2 separate regions of the Sus scrofa genome follow, and region 1 is linked to region 2. A link is a contact called in public HiChIP or PLAC-seq data. All regions are on one chromosome and are shown on one strand. Each heading gives the region's core, a stretch centred on a gene start, on an enhancer-like site or on the middle of the called end of the contact. The rest is flanking DNA. Distances are from core to core; before and after follow the strand shown.

What was found. HiChIP or PLAC-seq counts read pairs in DNA pulled down with a chosen protein or histone mark.
Region 1: an H3K27ac HiChIP or PLAC-seq map of skeletal muscle shows a contact between it and region 2, with 3 times the contacts expected there. The contact joins two enhancer-like sites. A contact is called at or near these places in 2 of 47 Hi-C or Micro-C datasets (embryonic fibroblasts and skeletal muscle) and 1 of 2 datasets of contacts at active chromatin or transcription factors (skeletal muscle).

Annotation. Positions count from the first base shown.
Region 1 is chr6:118,976,385-118,983,363 of Sscrofa11.1, forward strand. MAPRE2 (microtubule-associated protein RP/EB family member 2) reads left to right here. Exons shown (of 8, transcript XM_021096265.1): 7 at 89-247. Among named protein-coding and RNA genes, the nearest start is that of ZNF397, 97 kb to the right of the region's middle. Within about 2 kb of position 3,392, at least 10 of the 83 cell types and tissues checked have an H3K27ac peak or open chromatin away from gene starts, as enhancers often do. A contact at or near this core is called in skeletal muscle, where this site is marked.
Region 2 is chr6:118,738,965-118,745,334 of Sscrofa11.1, forward strand. It overlaps DTNA (dystrobrevin alpha), which reads left to right. Exons shown (of 21, transcript XM_021096252.1): 18 at 418-586; 19 at 4,209-4,340. The coding sequence ends at 4,293. Among named protein-coding and RNA genes, the nearest start is that of MAPRE2, 75 kb to the right of the region's middle. Within about 2 kb of position 2,452, at least 4 of the 83 cell types and tissues checked have an H3K27ac peak or open chromatin away from gene starts, as enhancers often do. A contact at or near this core is called in skeletal muscle, where this site is marked.

The DNA of each region.
Region 1 (6,979 bases), core at 2,142-4,641, 240 kb after region 2:
TTTGGGTCCTTATATGCAGGCACAGTTGGTCACTTTTTTCTTAGGCTGTATTTTGAGAGTTTTCTCTTCCGCCTCTGCTCCCTTGCAGGTACATTCGTTAAAACTTGCCCTTGAAGGCGTGGAAAAGGAAAGGGATTTCTACTTTGGAAAGTTGAGAGAGATTGAGCTGCTCTGCCAGGAGCACGGGCAGGAAAACGATGACCTCGTGCAACGACTAATGGAAGTCCTGTATGCTTCGGAAGAACACGTAAGTGTCAGCAGAGCCCTCCACACTTGTGTTCTAAGGTGTGCTCGTGGGCAGTGTGCCTTCAGATACTGCCCTGGGACCTCTGTGAGAATGACAAATGCCAGCGCATTTGATGTGCTCAGAGGAGTAAACATCATGATCCTTGTGATCCACTGCCCCATGTGTATGGGACTCACGTTCGTAAATCTGGGAAGAGATGGGTGGATCTCTTTTAGGGGTGGGGGTGGGGGGCTTCAGTCAAGAAAAATAGGCTTATGCAGCCAAATCTCAAATGGTGTGCAGTTCTCTGAGCAAACGAACAGTAAGAACGTGTGTAAGGGTTCTTCTCTCTTCATGACAGATCAGAGTGTGGTTAAAGGAAAACTTAATCTAGATGCCATAAGCCCCACAACTGTCTGTTTTTACTTCACAGCTGGTTGTCCTGGTTACTCACTGCCAGTACAGAGCAGCACTGTGGGACAGCCTTTTGTTGGAAAATACTTCTAGAAGGCCTCCTCTGTGGGGAGGGCCTGCCCACCAGGGTTGCTCCCTGTGAGTGAATGTGGGGGTGGGGGGAAGGCAGGATGTGGCTCTGTCTGGGGATGGAAAGCAGATGTGAGGAGCAGTGGAGGAATATGAGTCTCAAGAAGGGGCTCGGAGCCCGAGGCAGCTCACCCCAAGTCCACCCAGATGGGCCCTGGCAGCTGCGGTGGGAGAGGCAGCCCAGCATGCTTCCTTCTCCTTCTCAAGGGCCGAGCTGTGGGAGGCAAGGGAGGACAGGCTGGGGCTGCAGGCGTGTCCTGCCAGGTTGAGGCCGTGGAAGCGTCTGGGTCTGTTTGACCAGGCGGCCTGCAGGTGCTCTGTGGACTCTGTGGTCGAGCTGCATGTGTTGGTGTTGCCACAGAATGTAACAAGCCACTGGCGAGTTTATCTTATTCCATCTGAATACCAGGCAAACATTGATGCCATGGACGATGAAAATCCTAGCTCTGAGGTTTTCCTGAACTGTATGTAACAAGCTGTCTGGAGGTTGGGGACTCTCCACCACTTTTCTCACTTCCCCCATATATACATGCATTTTAAACCTCTTTCTTGGTGAGCGCAGATCGTAGCTCACGAAGCTCTGGTCGGGTCCCAGAGACTGTCCCAGAGGCTTTACACAGTCTCATTCTCAGTATTTTCAAGTCTGATGGAAGAAACCCCAGGTTGGTTTGTAGTGTGTGTGCACACCCAGGGTGCTGTATTTCTATGAGGTGCTGTATGGAAAGAGTGCTTTGTCGTCTGTCAAGCGCTACATGAACTGTGGTTATGCTCTTCACAAGCTTTATGAGGTCTGTGCAGCACTGCACACAGGAGTGAGCTGGGACGGTGCCACTCATGGGAGCAAGACAGCTTGCAGGGTGGGAGGAAAAGCCTTCTGATTCTAACCTTGAGCCTGACTTGTCCAAAGGAGGTGTCCTTGTATGGGAGCACTGTCAGGGGAACTCCAAATTGAGGGTTGGCAGGGCCACTGACTTTCTGGCTAATAGCAGGCAGGGTTGGCCTCAGGCAAGCGCTTCCCTCCTGGGTGAGATTGCAGGGGTGTCTTCCTGGGTGACTATGCTCAGCTTCCGTAGGACCATCTCTGTCTCCACCGCCACCAGCACACACACACCAGCACCAGCTTGCTGCGGTCTGAATTCAGAGCCCCCTCCTTGAACTGTTTAGAAAATTAACCCAAACACTCCTAAAAGTAATAACTTCACAGCATCATCAGTCATGAGGACTGAGCAATGGGTATAACAGGTCCTTTCATCAAACTCTTGGGGTGGGAGATGAGGGGGGAGAGTCAAGAGCTTTACATTAATCAGTTCCTTTAATTCTCTGGAGAATCCTAGCAGGTAGAGAGGAGTGTTATCCGATTTTACAGATGAGAGAAGCTGAGGCAGCAGGGGGGTCAAAAGACAATCTTAAGTTCCTGGGGGAACAAGCAACATAATTTGCATTTGAACTATAGTCCTGAGTTCATTCCCTCCCTTCTCCAAGCCTGAGCACCTTCTAAATGGGGAACATGAGGGTAGTAATAGCTAACATTTCTTGAACCTTTAGCTATGTGTTAGGTTTTATAGTCATGTTCCATATACACTTCTCGCCATATCCCTGTGTGGTGTACTATTACTTATCCCCATTTTATAGGTAAAATTACTTGCCCAATGACCCATCCTTAATAAGCTCCATCACTACCCAGGTTTCTCTAACTCATAGCCCTTAGGGGCTGTGCTCCCTGCTTGTCAGTATATTGGGTGCCATGGGGAAGGGAAAAAATAAAGGCAGTACCCCTTGGGGGAAATTGCAGGACAGACTTTGTCTAATGGACAGTATTGAGTTGTATGTGTTCTGTATGTGGAGAAGGAAGTACTCACAGGCCTACCTGGACTCCCTTCAAAAGTACCGTCCTGGCCTCTTTGTCTGGGTACTCAGTTTAATTCAGCCTCTGCCAAGAACCTCCATTTTCCTCTGGCTGGTAGCATTTCTATAACCACCTCTGTGGCCCTGGCTGGCACTGTGCTTATGTCATCAAAGAGAGAGAAACATGATAGGGAGAAGCAAGCGAGACAGTGGCATTGCTGTTGAGCATGTGATAAGGAGTATCCAGAATCCAAGAGGAGACTCAGAGGCAGTAACCAGGCAATTGGAATCTAGAAAATTGACAACACCACAAACTAAATGTGTGGGTTGCCAGAGCAGAATCTTCAAACACAGTTACTGCCTTAATTTTTCTCGCTCCAACTTATCCAGGTTCTACCATTGAAGGAATGAGCCTTTAAAAAGCTTCACTTCGCCCAAGAAAGGCCTCATTTTGGAAAAAATGTGCTCATAGGTTGCTTGTTCACTGCCCCCACCCTGCAGGCTCTGGGGGCCTCCTTTTTCCCTACTGGGCCTGACCCTCACACTGTGTCCTGTTTTCCGGCCATTTACCCATTTCAGTGCTAGGTGGACTGCAGCCATGAGGTGCAAGGTGTCTGGGAAAAAACACCAATACTTTATTCATGATGTCATTGCTATGATTTCTCTGCACATCTGAGAGGCAGAGATTTCTGGTTGCCTCCCTCCTGGAGATGGGAGGGGTGCTGAGAAACCTTCAGCTGAAGGCTGAATAGCCTGCTCTCCAATTACTCACAGATGAGCCTTGCATTGACACTTTAGGTGGAGGTATTTGCTGGAGAGGCCTCCTCCCTCAGTCTGTATTTAGTGATGGCTGGTCTCTGATGCTCATAGTCAAGCAATCCTAGAATAACATGTTTGGAAGAGGCAGAAATCCAGATGAAAGTTTTGAGTATGGAAGTAAACACAGGCAGCTGATGGAAATGGCCAGCTAGCTGCCCAGTGCACCTCTTTGTGAGTCTCATTAACTTTTTTTTTTTGGCCACACCCAGGGCATATGGAAGTTCCCCAGGCCAAGGATCAAATCCAGGTGGAGCCGTAGCCTTAACCTGCTGTGCTACAGCCGGAACTCCTCGTTATCTTTTATTTAATACTTGAGGACACAGGTGTCTGGACTTAATGGTTGGTTCACTGCTGCCCTGTGAATTTGTTGGCCGAGGGCCACCTGCTAAAACATAGGCACTTGTTTCCTGAGGTCCTGTCACGGAAGCCACTGTCAAATGACCTAAAAATACTTCCCCCTCAGCCCACACCTTTTGGATACAGCCTGTGTTTCTGTCCTTGAACCAGCATTGCATCCACAGAAAGCAGACACAGCCCCTGCCTCAGAAGAGCTTGAAGTCCCAGTGAGAGAGAGAGAGAGAGAGACGGGGACACCACCAACTGGAATCTGTCAGGTTGTGATAAATGCGGTAATGGAGACATAAATAAACTTGTCTGGGGAGCACATAAAGACAGCCTGGAGGGACAGGCAAGGACTTCACAGAGAAGATGACATTTGCGTTGGACGATGAAAGATGACTAGGAATGTCAGCGATTACTGAGCTAAGACTGGGGGAGTTATTTTTTTCAAGCAGAGGAAAGAGCACCAACAAAGCAGAGAGGAAAGAAAGAACAGCCGGATGTATTGGTGTGAATGATGGAAGATGAGTGCTGTGCGCCGCCTCCTAAGTCTAGGAAAGTGGGAGCCGTGCCGCCCCCCCACCCAGCTTCTTAATGAACCCCCGCTCCTCCTCCCACAGTAGCCTAGAGCCATCTTCAGACCTGTCTTCCAACTTGCAGCTCCTTCGAATGATTATCATAATAAGGAACTCCAGAGCAGTCCCTCACAGCTAACCATTAAGGAAGCTGGGAGGGACTGATCTGCAAATATTAGACTGAATTAAGTAGGCAGAGCCCCAGTGCATCAGTCACATATTTGGCATAGGTTTCACCTGGCCTCCTCCCTGCCTGTGTGTTTAAGTTCACTCTTGCTGGTGGCATAAGGGAAAGATCATTTCTGTGTGTGAGAACCTCCAGGGCACACACAGAAATGATGTGGGCTGGGAGCTCCCCGTGGTGATGTGTAACAGCTGCCTCAGAGGCACAGGTGCATCCTTGCCTGACTTTCAGAGCCCCTTAGCTCTCACCCCAAGCATTAGCAATGCATTGGTAACCACAGGTTTGCTCTTATATCCATGTTACCCAATAAAAGAGCTATGGGGTCTGCAGTTCCTGCAGATGAGATGTATGACATCACAGCCATGCCCCAGGAATGAGGGAGCTGCCCTTGGCCAGCTGGAGACCAGAGCCATGGACAAGGCATGGCTCCCACCCCCTTGTACAACTACCATGGAAAGGAGACTGGAGGAGGAGCCTAATCTAATGGGTTCCTGGTCCCGTGGCTGGTTTTACAGGCCCACAGTTACTTGAATCCAAGTCTTCCAACTTTCAGTCCTGGATTAAGTCAAGCATCCCGCAGTTAACTCCCATTAGTAATATGAGCAAACAAGATTTTCTATAAAATGTCAGATCCTCATTTTTGAGATCTTCAGCAACCTAACATTCACAAAAACAGTTATATAAGAAAAGCGCACTTCAGACAGCTGAATTCTGAGCGACGTGAGTCGGAAGGCACCACACTGGCCTTGAAGAGTTCGGATGATGACTGAACTGTCTCCAGCCCTTAGGGGACTCAAGGGTGTAAGCTCAGAGGAGCAGTCAGCTCTGGGGCAAAGGCAGTGAGAGAGGCCTGGGGAGGTACATGTGGCAGAGCAGACACCTAGGAGTTCTTGACCCACCACAAGTTCCTGGTTCCAGGGCCCATTAACTCCCATTAGTGATATAAACAAACAAGATTTTCTATAAAATGTGAGATCCTTGTTTCTGAGATCTTCAGGAACCTGGCCCACCACAGGTTCCTAATTCCAGGTCACCTCCCACAAAATGTCCTTTGCTCCTGGACTAGAATGAGGCCAGTGGCTTTTCCTCTCTTGTGCTATCCCATCAAGAAATGCTCTCCTGCTCCCATGAGGGCACCTCTGTCGGTGAGGCACTAACTCTGAGCCAAGAGGACCACCCTCGCGTGTCCTGAGTGGTGGGCAAGGAGACTTGCAGAGGACGCTGCAGGGACAGCCCAGGCCGAGCTGGCAGGGTCTGGAGTAAAGGAGGGCTTGGAGCTCTGAAGTCAAAGGCCATTATGGTTGAATTTAGGAGTGAGGGGTCCAGAAGGATGTGGGCAGAGAGAGTAGGAACTGTGCCTTCACATTGCAGAGGTGGAGCAGTTCTAGGTGTGACGACAACAGGCGGCCATGGGCACGGGGAGCACTAAGACAATGTCCTTCTGGACACCAAGCCAGTAAGGGACAGTGCTAGATTTGAAGCCGAGTCTTCGGCGTCATTTTTCTACTCTTGTCATAGAAAAGATTACTTTTTAAAAAAAATTCTATATTCTAAAATATATTCCATCACAGCTCACACTGTTTATTCTGTACCATATTATGTTCTAGGCACTTTACCTATTGTAAACCAGAGGCCTCTGTTAAATTCAGTGACTCCACTGATTCCTTGATCAGTGACACTCATTGAAAACTTGTCAAATGGGCACTTTTGTTCTCTCCCCCATTTCACATGTGAGAAAACTGAGGCACAAAACAGTCAAGTTACCAGTCCAAAGTTACCCAGCTGGGGAATAACAGCTGGAATAGGAATTCCAGGTCCATGCTTATAACCTTGACATCATGCTGCCTCTCAGAAGATAAGTGACACGTGACCTTGGCTGATAGTCCTGGTCATCCATCCTCTCACCCTCTGGGGTCCTCTTGACCCACGTGCATTGGGTTGTAGAATAAGCGAGGTATGACACGGATGAGGCCCCGTCTCGGCTTCAGTAACCTCAGGATCCAGTGGATGATGCTGCAAGGTTCAAGACAAACAGGATTACAAGTCGGGGTCTTATAGCCAAGGAAGAAGCAAAGTGCTGCAGGAGATGCATGTGAGAGAGAATCCTGGCTCGGAGACCTGGGCAGGTGATCCTGCCGTATTTGAGCTGGATCTTAACAGGTGTATCTAGGCTCATGTAAATAGGGGCCAGACAGGAGTGGGTGTGCAAAATGAGAGAGGACATGAGCATTTCTCTAAGTTCCAGCTGACTACATCGAGAAAGCACTGCAGTCTGGAGGGATCAGTTAGCTCTACTGATAAGCTCACTCCCTCTGCTTGGGTAATAAACTGATTATTCTTTGTGAGATTAAAAAAAAATATTTTGCTGAAGGTCCCATTGTGGCTCAGTAGAAACGAATCTGACTAGCAGCCATGAGGATGCAGGTTTGATCCCTGGTCTTGATCAGT
Region 2 (6,370 bases), core at 1,202-3,701:
TTATGGACATTTCAAGTACATTCAAAAGTTTATGCTCTTATAATATTTTCAAATATTAAGTGAATATTTTAGTCTTCTATGTCCTAAGTTAAAGTAATATTAAGCAAAAGCAACAACAGTTTTAATAAAGATTGTCGTAGAGGGGAAAAATAGAAGATTCGAGAATCAAGTCAGTTATGAACACAAAAATTCATGGCATTATTAAGCTAAAAAAAGACAATACAGTATATTAAATGATTTTATGGTAATTCGTATAAGCATCAATTCTCATTTTGAAAAAAAAATGAACACTTAAATGATTTATGTAGAATAACTAGTCAGTGTTTTATAAAGCACAGATTGGTTTAAGCCTAGCCCTTATTTGCCAATTATAAAAGAATCTAAGTCATTCTTTACTTTTTCAATTGTACCTAATAGAAGTGGGGAGTGAAACGGAGAGTAATGTGGATTCTGAATTTGCACGGACTCAATATGAGGATCTGGTTCCATCACCAACCTCTGAAAAGGCTTTTCTAGCACAAATCCATGCCCGAAAACCCGGGTACCTTCATGGAGGAGCCACCCCGAGCAGCATGCGTGGGGACGTGTGAGTATCTTCTCCTGGGGGATATTTTCTCTGTAACAGAACACTCTGCAGGGAGCATAGGAAAATAAAAACATGGTTGCTTGGTTTTTTATTTTGGAAAGGGACAATGCAGTTTCTTTTTCTGCCAGAAGAGGTAAAAGAGTACTATGTTTCAATTTGGCATTGTGGCTTTTTCCCCCCCTAACAATTTCCAGGGTATCAATAACCAAAACCAACCAATGCTTATTGAGAGCCTGGCTGGCCCAAGGCACTGTGCTAATTGGATATAAAATAGAGTTTAAAAAAAATCGCCCCCAGCCTCTCAGGACTTGTAGACTCGTTCAGGAAATAAATCATCCTATCTTATTCACTAGATAAGAATTTACTAGATTTGCTCCTAAAGGACCTGGTGGAGTTCCCGTCATGGCGCAGTGGAAATGAATCCAACCAGGAACCATGAGGTTGCGGGTTTGATCCCTGGCCTCGATCAGTGGGTTAAGGATCCAGCGTTGCCGTGAGTTGTGGTGTAGGTTGCAGATGCTGCTTGGATCTGGTGTTGCTGTGGCTCTGGTGTAGGCTGGCAGCTGTAGCTCCGATTGGACCCCTGGCCTGGGAACCTCCCTATGCTGCAGGTGCAGCCCTGAAAGGACAAAAGACAAAAAATAAATAAATAAATAAAATAAAGGACCTGGTGATCTGAAGAGGTCTCTGTTCAGAGTGGGAATAAACATCATGATATACATACTTGTGGTTGAAATAAGCAAATGCATAAAATCTCCTTATAAAGCAATCCAATTTACTTGATTTGTTGCATATGTATAAACCTGACCTTCAAAAACATTTTGCAGAGATTTTCACCCAATTAGGCTTCTGTAGCTTGACAGGAGCCAACAGAATCAGTGACATCCCCTCTAGACTTTCTGTGACCTTGGATCAGCTTAAACTAGTTGGGCAGAGGAAACCAAAGCTAGGAGAGACCTGCAGAACTCAGCTTGGGAAGGAAAAGAATAAAATGAAGGAAGGGAAGTATGTGGAGTTCTGAGACATGTGGGCAGGGGCTTACCAAGAGGCTGGAAAAGGGGAATTGATAAACAGTTTAAAACACTGCAAGAGTTCCAGTTGTGGCTCAGTGGAAATGAATCTGACTAGCAACCTGAGAACACGGGTTTGATCCCTGGCCCCACTCAGTGGGTTAAGGACTGCAGTTGCTGTGAGCTGTAGTGTAGGTTGTAGACTCCAGCATTGCTGTGAGCTATAGTGTAGGCCAGCAGCTGCAGCTCTGATTCAACCCCTAGCCTGGGAACTTCCCTATGCCAAGGGTGCAGCCCTGAAAAGCAAAAAAAAAATTTTTAAATTTTTAAAAATAAAACACTACAGAGGAGTGAGACTGCTTCATGTTATAAGTGCACATGACTAGTCTATGAAACTAAACTGGCTGTTTGAAAGACCCAAGGAAGAAACTAACCAGAGGCCTTTCTGGTGTTCTGGCTCTCCATCCAAGTAGGGAGTAAAAGACCAGTAATAATGGGGAATTATAAATAGATAGGATTTGAAAGCAAGCTGTGAAAAGGCAAAGCCTAAGATCAAAAGAAAAGTTATAATTTTAAATGGCAGGAGGGAAGCTGCTGCTTTTAATTTTAGTTTCCTTTCTTATCCTTTTCTCTATAATTCAGAATTATTTGATTTGTTGGTTGTTCAAAATAGTGAATTAGTTGTCATCAACTTAAGTCTGGTACATATCTATTTGATTTTTTGTAATTAAGCATTTACATGGCAGTGACCTAAAATTTTTTTCTTTCAATCCTAAAATCCAAGACTGTAACTAAAGCCACTCCCCTCTGCTGTCCCTGGCATGTTATTGACAGTATCAGCTACCACTGTGGCTGCAGTGGAGGGGGTGGGGGCAGAGGCAGGATGGGAAGAGAAAGTTCACTAAGGCCTCACAGACCTATTTAGGCTGGCCCCAAACCTCTAAAAATAACAAGAACATGTCATCCAGACATAAATAAACATGAACAATGGCATTTAGTTCCAACCCAGAAACTTCTACTTGACCACTCTTTTTATTTTAGGGGATGTTTTAATATCTGTACTATCTAAACGTGTCCTGTGTTTTACCCTGAGAATATTTCAGTCCTATGACTTAGGTAGTGATCTTTTGTCAGGCCCAGGAAGAGCTTTAGACATGCTGGGATGAAAAGATGGGGAGAGAGGGGTCACACATTAATGGATGGGATCATTCTTATCTATTTATTTCACCATAGAATTGGACAGTGGAAATGGAGTCCCTAAATTCAGAGCCAGTGAATTTTTTTTTTTTTTTTTTTTTTGTCTTTTTAGGTCTGCACCACCTGTGGCATATGGAGGTTCCCAGGCTAGGGGTCGAATTGGAGCTGTAGCCACTGGCCTACACCGCAGCCACAGCAATGTGGGATCCAAGCCATGTCTGTAACCTACACCACAGCTCACGGCCTTAACCCACTGATCAAGGCCAGGGGTCGAACCTTCGTCCTCATAGATGTTAGTCAGATTTCTTTCCGCTGAGCCACAATAGGAACTCCCAGAGCTAGTATAAATTTTTAAGATCAAGAGCTATGGGTTAGAGTATTAATCTTCCTGACATCAATCAGCTGATATTCTGAGACTTAATTCTACCATAAAAATAAAGCACAAGGGTCCGTGTGTCTATATACATACATAACACAAAGAGGGTTAGATTATGAACAAATATCCTTAATCATTATTTCACTAGAGGGCTCACTTTCCTTAGAGAAAAGGTTCTTGATTCTATTTTTCGTTTAAAGCCCCCAAATTGGGAAAATTAACCATTGCATTTAGAATGGATAAGCAATGAGGTCCTACTATACAGCTCAGTGAAGTATATCCAATCTCTTGGGATAGAACATGATGGAAGATAGTATGAGAAAAAGAATGTATAAATATATGTATCTGACTGGGCCACTATACTGTATAGCAGAAATTAGCACAACACTATAAATCAACTATAATTTAAAAATAAAATATGTACTTTTTTTAAAAAAAGATAAATCTGCTTTTTTTTTTTTTTTTTTTTGTCTGTTTTTAGGGCTGCACCCATGGCATATGGATATTCCCAGGCTAGGGGTTAAATTGGAGCTGTAGCCGCAGGCCTATTCCACAGCCACAGCAACACCAGATCTGAGCCATGTCTGTGACTTCCACCACAGCTCACGGCAATAACGGATCCTTAACCCACTGAACAAGGCCAGGGATCGAACCAGTGTCCTCATGGGTACTAGTCAGATTCATTTCTGCTGAGCCACGATGGGAACTCCAAGCCTGCCCTTTTTAAGACTGACAAACATTTAAAAGACAACTCCTTCCTGCAAAACCCTAGAAAAATATAGACAACATTGATCCCCAGACTGCCATAGGAAATTGCCCAGGAGAAAACCTTGATCATCTATTTCTCCAGCTTCCAAAGCTTTTCTAATGTTTTCCATTAGGTCAAAGAAGATACTGGATTAACGTGAACTGAAGCAAAGGAGTGAATCGGAGGATTAAATGAATGTGCCCCCCCCCCCAACTATAGCTAACACATGATTTCCACTCATACTTTCCTTTTAAGATTTTCTCCAAAACACCCTCTGTGGTTGATTCTCAGGGTGACAGAAGATGGGGACCCCTACGTGCGGCCAGAGGATGAGAACTATGAAGATGACTCTGTCCGGCAGCTGGAAATGAGCTGAAGATGGAGGAATACCTGAAACAGAAGCTACAGGATGAAGCCTACCAGGTACTGAGAGCTGGCCCCACACCACCCACCACAGCTGCCCCAGGCCCTTGGTAGCTGGATCTTCTCCATTCCCCCCAAATTCAGTGCCTTCTCCTTCCTTCCACCCTCCCTTTCTGGAACATTCTGACAGAACTCCTTAGTCCATGGATTCTAGACAAGAAAAATGTTCAGTACTTCTTCTGGCTGTCACTCACCATGTATTCTTATAAACTCTGAGCCAGAGAGTAAAAAGAGGGCTTCCATGTTAGTGGAGACATGGTGACCAACAGTCCAGAGTCCCCCAAAATCATTAGGAAAATGCTTTTTTAAAAAAGGTACATGAAGTTGCCATTGTGGCACAGGGGAAATGAATCCGACTAGTAGACTAGTATCATGAAGATGGGGGTTCGATCCCTGGCCTCACTCAGTGTGTCGGATCCAGCCTTGCTGTGAACTGTGAGGCAGATCGCAGAGGCAGCTCAGAACTCACATTGCTGTGGCTGTAGCTCCAATTTGACTCCTACCCTGGGAACTTCCATATACTATGGGTGTGGCCCTAAAAAGCACAACGAACACACCAAAAAAAGATACAGGAGTTCCCATTGTGGCTCAGCCAGTCAAGGACGGATGTTGTCTCTCTGAGAATGCATGTTGATCCCTGGCCTCACTCAGTAGGTTAAGGATCCAGCGGTGCCATAAGCTGCAGTGTAGTTTGCAGATGTGTCTTGGATCTGGTGTTGCCATGGCTGTGGTGTAGGATGGCAGCTGCAACTCCAATCTGACCCCTGGCCCAGGAACTTCCATATGCCACACATGTGTTCCTTAAAAAAAGAAGAAAAAAAAAATTTTAAAGATACAGTCGGCCCTCTATACCCACAGATTTGAAACCTATGGATACTGAGGTTCAACTATAAGGGATCTGAGCACCTGTGGATTTTGGTGTCTGCAGGGTGGGGGTATCCTGGAACCAGTCCCCTGTGGATACTGGGGGATGATTGTGCCGAAAACAAGAGGCAAGGAAGTTGAATACGTGTAAATATATCCCCTCCCTTGATTCATTGTCCTCAGCTTCCCTCATATCAAATGTCAAGGAGTTAAAAAGTAATAAACCTCACCAAGAAAAGTTGGGGGAACTGCAGGCCCATGTTCAGCAGGGTGTGGTTGGACAAACTGTCTTATCTACTGGAGCATATTTATCCATCTGAGAATCACTGGACATAACAAACACACACAATTGGGAATAAATGCAGTTAGTAACTCATCCTCAAGGGGATACATTTTCCCCATGAAGACTGTTCTGCTGTCATGTTTGTTTTCTTGTATGTTTCTCTTCCCTCTGTTTTGTTGGGGTTCTGGGAGTTGAGGGGTGTTTGGCTGGTTGAGATCTGCTGCCTCCCAGGCCCCTGTGTGTTATTGTATCATGTCAGGCTTTCTGGCCAATGGCCAGACAGCTTTCTCTACCCTTTTTGGCCAGCAGTAGCCCTCTTGTACTGTTTGTGAAGGAAAGAGAAGCAGAGAAAATAAATGATCTCTCCTTCTCAACTGTTTATCAATTAAGTTTGGAGATATTTTCCCAAAAATAAGAGAACAAAAGGGAAGCCCACCAACTCCACTTAGACAATATAACACGGAAGTTTTGCCTCTTTGGAATGTTCCATTATTAGCCTTTTTAGTTGAACAGCAGCATTTCAGGAGCCTATCTTACAAAACCAACAGTAGCCAGATACATAAAGCTATACTTCAACGCTACAGAAACAGAGATGCCTCCAGTGCAGACCACAAAGGATGCTCTTTCTTCTTGACTTCTATGGCCTGACCACAGGAGGAAATTAGCCCAGGTGCAGCTCCAAGGTATCTCTGGGAACTCTGAGAGATGGTGTTCCTAAACATATCTCATTTGGCTCTGCTGCATAGAGGGAGACAGAGAGTTAAATAATTGATATTCTAAATTATGCTGTTACAGGTGCCTGTTAGGCCTCCCTCTTTGAGCTCATATCAGTTTCTGGATTTGGGTGACAACAGAAACGAATTCTAGATTTTTTTTTAAAAAA